Regions from separate parts of the Oryctolagus cuniculus genome. Here region 1 is linked to region 2. Evidence: chromatin contacts called from public Micro-C data. All regions are on one chromosome and are shown on one strand. The core of a region is the stretch at or near the end of the contact, and the rest is flanking DNA. Distances in the headings are between cores, read along the strand shown. Region 1 holds the start of TEAD4 (TEA domain transcription factor 4). Region 2 overlaps TEAD4 (TEA domain transcription factor 4).

The links. A called contact is a pair of places that touch in the nucleus more often than the background predicts.
Region 1: a Micro-C map of ear pinna shows a contact between it and region 2, with 3 times the contacts expected there. The contact joins the promoter of TEAD4 here to the enhancer-like site in region 2. A contact is called at or near these places in 3 of 6 Hi-C or Micro-C datasets (ear pinna, psoas muscle and an unstated tissue).

What each region holds. Positions count from the first base shown.
Region 1 is chr9:106,372,084-106,374,783 of mOryCun1.1, reverse strand. TEAD4 (TEA domain transcription factor 4) reads left to right here and starts at 1,298. Exons shown (of 13, transcript XM_070049368.1): 1 at 1,298-1,906.
Region 2 is chr9:106,311,041-106,313,740 of mOryCun1.1, reverse strand. All of the region lies in intron 9 of TEAD4 (TEA domain transcription factor 4), which reads left to right. Among named protein-coding and RNA genes, the nearest start is that of TSPAN9, 34 kb to the right of the region's middle. Within about 2 kb of position 1,405, at least 4 of the 8 cell types and tissues checked have an H3K27ac peak or open chromatin away from gene starts, as enhancers often do. A contact at or near this core is called in ear pinna, where this site is marked.

The DNA.
Region 1 (2,700 bases), core at 49-2,548, 61 kb before region 2:
GCCTTCCCCCGGCAAGACTGGATACTGGGTCCAGTGCCGCAATTCTTTCTTTCGGAATACCTCTCGGGTAAACCACCTGGACACTTCGAGCCTGCCCTGGGAGCATTCTCTGCCTCCCTGTCTTCAACATCCATTATGCACTTTCCCATCCCAGACACCATGCTGGTGCCGGGTGAAAGATAAGATAAATCAGACATTTGCCCCGTCTTCAAGGAAGTTTCTGTTTGGGAAAGGAGATAAGATCAGACCAGCACTGCAAAAACAAGGTTAGGGGATTATTGCTCCAGAAAGGTTAGATTTGATTTTGGAGTGGGGGGTGGGGACCAAAAGTCCATTGGCCTCCGGTCTCCCGGCAGAGTGGCTACGTGACAGGAGCGGGCTGGAGTTTGCTCTGGGGATGTGCGCCCAGGAGCGCGCTGTCTCCGGCACAGGCTGGATTTCTCCGGCACAACTTGTTTAAAAGGCAGAGTCGCGCTTCAGGGTGCCGCTCCCCACCTCGGGACGCGGTCTTCCCCGCTCTGGCTGAGCCGGCATCTGGGAACAGCCTCCCAGACTCGCAGATGCGCTGAGTATTTATTCACTAACTGAACCCACCGGGCGGCTCGCGCCCCGCCACACGGACCTCACAGGGCGCCCCCTCTCCGACTTGCTCGCTCAGGGTAGCGGCAGGTTTGCAGACCCCTCCTCTCCCACCCCCAGCGGGGAGCCTCGAGGGGCAGACGCCGCGGAGGGAGCCCCGGCGGCGGCGGAGCTGCAAGCGCCGCCAGCCGTTCCCGCTTCCTGGCTCGCGGCGCAAGTGTCCTTCGATGGGAGCCGCGGGGAAGGGAGCAGCCCTTCCTGCGCGGCGGGCCCCCGCCCCCGCCCCGGCCCTCAGTCCCCGGGACCCCGACCCCGGCGGAGAGGACGGTGTTCCGTGCCTGGGACGCGGGGTCAAGCCCCCGCCGCTGCAGCGAGGAGGCGGAGGGCCAGGCGTAGGCGAGGGGTCGGGCCGGCCCCCTCCCCCGCCCGCCGGCCCCGCCCCGCCCCGCCGCCCGGCCCGGCCCGGCCCGGCCGCCCCCTCGCGGGCGTCCCAGTCTCCTCCCCGCAGGGCCGCTGGTGGGGCCGCCACTCCCTCCGGCTGCCTCCCTCAGCCGCGCGCATCTCATTCCAGCCCTCATTCCGCGCATTCCTGGCGTCCTCCCCGCGAACTCCCGGCCAGCGGTGGGAGGGCCCGCAGCTCCCGGCTCCGCCGCCGCCGCCGCCGCCGCGCCGCCGCGTCCCCGTCAGGTGAGTGGCGCGGCCGCCCTCCCGGCCGCGCGCCCCCCGCCGGCCCCGCCGCGGATCGCGGGGTTCCTGGCCGCCGCCAGCCCTCGCGCCGCGAGCCTGCCGCTCCCGCTTGACTCACTCCGCCAGGAATCGGGATCCCCGTGCCTTCCCGTCAGTCCCGTTCTGGGAAGGCTCCTCCCTCAGCGCGCGCCGCTCGGCGCCCCGGGCCGCCGCCTGCCCCTGCCCCTGCCCGCCGGCCGGCCGGCGCGGGGCCGGGCCGTCCCGGGCTCCGCCGAGCGCGGCCGCGTGGGAGCTGGCGTGGCGCACGCACCTCGGCTTCCCCCGCACCCGCGGGCCGGTGAGGCCGGGGAGCACGGCGGCCCGGGACTGTGCAGGAGTTTGCCGGAGGGCGGCCGGCGGGGCGGGAGCAACTCTCTCCGGAGCGAGACTGGAAAAGCCGCGCGCACGTGTCTGGGGAGTGGGGCAGACGCCAGGGATTCGCAGGGGGCGGGGGTCCAAGTTGCTGAAAGGACCGGAGAGAGAGGGCGCACCGAGAACGCGGCTCCAGAAAAGACCCCAGAGCGCGTTGCCCCCTTTCTGCTGGGCCCTTTTTGGGCCTGGAAGACAGCGCTGGAGGAAGGTGTAGTGACTGTTCCACGGGGTGAGAAACTCTGAAGTTCGGTGATGGGGGCTAGCAGACCAAAGGAGAACTGTGACTCTTAGCGCCTGCTTCGCCAGCCGGCAACCCAAACGCGCGCTTCTGTGCGCTTGCATGAGTGGGGAGAAGGGGGGTCCCTTGGCAGATCGGGGTTCACTGGCGAGCGAGTTCGTGGGCTGCCCTTCGGGGGTGCGGGTAACAGCGTGCCTCCCAGGTGTGCGTGTGTGTTGAACCTGAGCCACAGCGTGTGTCTGTCCCTGCTGGACTGTGGTGCGGTGTGTCTGAGCCAGGGGGGCGGTGGGTTAGGTGTGTGTTTCCGCTCCTACTGCCTGCACAGCCTGGGCGGAGACCACGTCTCTGGTTGTCCTGGCGTGCTTCAGAAAGTGCATGGGAAATGAAACCAAGAGAAAAGTTTATTTCGGTGCAAAACATTTCTCCCCCTGAAATTCATGCATATTAAGGGCTCTTTTAAAGGTTCGTGGAAAAATGCCTATTATGAAAAGATTGCTGGAATTTCAACTTTTTTTTCTGTACTGAAATAAACTTACTTTTTAAAAATTCCCCCCCCCCCCCATAAGCTTTTTGAAGCACAAGGATCCTTTGAAGTGTGGTGCTGGAGTGTGTGGACCTCCAGGCTGCCTTCTCCCTGGGGGACTGGCCAGAGGTAGGAGTAGAGCTGGCGACACCTGTCCCCTGCAGGCAGTTGGCCTGCCAGTGGGTGGACCCTGTTTGGTTGTTTTGTTTCTGCCTGTTGGAGGAACAAGCCGGGGAAAGGCTGACCTCTGCCTGTAGGTGAT
Region 2 (2,700 bases), core at 156-2,655:
GGACCCCAGCGTTTCCTTCTAGAAAATGGGGGCATTGTCCAACCTTGGGATGAGGTTGGCAGGTGGAAAGGAGGAAGGGGCTTGTTCTTCTCCACCTGTCCTCTCCCCTCTGATGCTTAGGGGAGCCTGGAAGAGAGAAGGAAAGGGGGAAGAGAAGGAAAAGGCGTGTGGGGGCAGACGGAGCGGGCAGCTTCCACGAATGGACTTTGTGTTCAGCCGTGTACCTGTGCACACAGCCCACCTGGCCCTCCCTGGAGCTTGCATCCTGAGGTCAGAATCCACAGCAGATCTCGGGATCCTGGAGCAAGAACCGTCTACAGGGGAGTATGGCCGGCCGTCAGCAAGTGCGGCAAGGCAGGGCGAGGCGGGCAGCAGTCAGCCTGCGCTGTCGCAGCCGGGACGTGCAAACTCCAGTCTCGGTTCTGCCCCCTGAGAGCTGGTCTTGAGCACGTACATCTGCTCCGCGTCTCTGTTTCTGTCTGAAATGTCAGCAGCTTGGTCTTGCGGGCGTGCAAGGGGCCGTGGCTTTGGTCTGGCAGTGCAGGGGCAGCTCCGCCCTCCTCTCGTGAGCCCTGAGAGCCGGTAGTTCAGGCAGGCTGAGGACAGGTGAAGATCAGAGACCAGGACGTGTTGGCAGCCATCCCGTCCATCCTCCTGCATCGGGAGGAAAAGCAGAGGCTCCTGAGGGGGACAGATGTGACGGGATCAAATATGCACCTGTGCCAGCCTTGAGACTGGGTGGCTCGGCAGGCATCTGCCCCCGGCCCTGTCCCTCCTTTCCCTGCCATTAGCTGGTGTGAACTTGGCCACACACAACTAGGAAGGAAAGCTGTTTGGGCCAGGAAATGGTGCTTTTCCTGCCTGGCTGTTTTCTCAGCCCCAGCCCCCCCCAGGCGCTGGAGGGCTGATCCGAGGGCAGAGGAGAGAGGAGGAGGAGGACGATGGTGACGTCGTTGTCACCGGCCCACCCTCCGTGCCTCCCTCCTACTCTTCTTGCTGGGGGGGTTGACTCAGGGCTGCCGGACAAGCTTTCCGCTGGGAACGGTGACTGCATGCATGCAGGAAGGGCCCTGCCTGGACAAGTTTCTCAGGGCCTGCGAGGCAGAGGCCGCCTCTGTCCCCGTGGGAAGGGGACCCTCGGACACCAGCCCCAGTCTGGGTGCTGACAACGCCGAGCAGAGGCTGAGCTGAGCCGCCGGGCGGGGTCGTGCCCAGGCCCTCCTCCCATCCCGGCCTGCTGTTCCCTTTTGGGTCCTGACATTTCTCCCAGGCACACACCAGCACATGACAATGAATCTGAGCCCCTCCGGGTCCCCACAGCCGGTCTCAGCTGTCAGTCACCAGATCCCCCACACCTGTTCTAGGCACAGCCTGTGAGCTGCCCACCCGCATGCACAGCTATGAATAGGGTGGAGGGGGGGAGCAAGGGGCATTCAGAGGGCAGGCAGTGGGGGGCAGGGGCTTCCTCTTTCCCTGGGCTGGGAAAGTCAGAGCTAAGCCTGTTTGGAGGAGGTGCTTGGAGGGGGCAGGGGATACAGGGTGGACAGGAGAGGCCTGAAGGGTGGCACCAGAGCCGTGATGGGGTTGCAAGTAGGATCCAGCCCCGGGGACATGAGGTGCTTTGGGTGGGTGTCAGGCCAGCCACTCCTAGGTAGATGCAGCACTGCCTGAGGTAGGTTCTGGTGCCGGCTTTGACCCTCTGTCCCTCCTCCCTCTCCCTCTCTCATCCCCCCCTTCCTGCCTGCCCCTCCCCTGCTTCCCCGCTGGGCCACCAGCTCCTTGGTACTTGCCCTCCCATTTATAAATTCCTTGAGAGCAGAAACAGTGTCAGCCTCAACCTCTTTGGGCCCCCACTGCCCCTAGCAGGGCTGGGCTGGGGCTGGATAAACAGTGACTGAGTGGCTGGGAGGGCCCAGTGACTGGGAGAGGTGATGATGAAGTCCCTGAGTGTTATTGGAGCTGGGGGCGGGGCTGGGATGTGAAGACTCCCTGGGTGAGTAGGTTCCTCGGTTTTGACCAGGGGTGCTTGCTCCGCTCACCTGGCGCCACCCAGAGGCAAGAGGTTGAATAGCCTCATGTAGCATTTATTAAATGCTACGTGGCCCCAGTATGTGGCGCTGCCGAGAGCTTAGTTCTTGTTTTTATTCTGTTTTTTTTTTCAGTAGTATTTGTCTTTTTTTTTTTTTTTAAGATTTATTTTATTTATTTAAAAGACAGAGTTACAGGGAGAGGTAGAGACAGAGAGAGAGGACTTCCATCTGCTGGTTCACTCCCCAGATGGCCACAACGGCCGGAGCTGCGCCGATCCGAAGCCAGGAGCCAGGAGCTTCTTCTCTGTCTCTCACGTGGGTGCAGGGGCCCACGCACTTGGGACATCTTCTGCTGCTTTTCCCAGGTCATTAGCAGGGAGCTGGATTGGAAGTGAAGCAGTTAGAACTCAAATCAGTGCCCATATGGGATGTAGATGTTGCAGGTACTGCCTCAACCTGTTATACCACAACGCTGGCCCCTCCAGAAACTTAAAATTTTTAAAAAATTTATTAAGGGATGGTGTTGTGACTCGGTGCCACAGCTGCCATGGTTGTGACACCAGCTTCCTGTATCGGAGCGCCAGTTCAAGACCCGGCTGCTCTGCCTCCCATCCAGCTCCCCGCTCATACGTCTGGAAAGGCAGTGAAAGATGGGCCCAGTGCTTGGGCT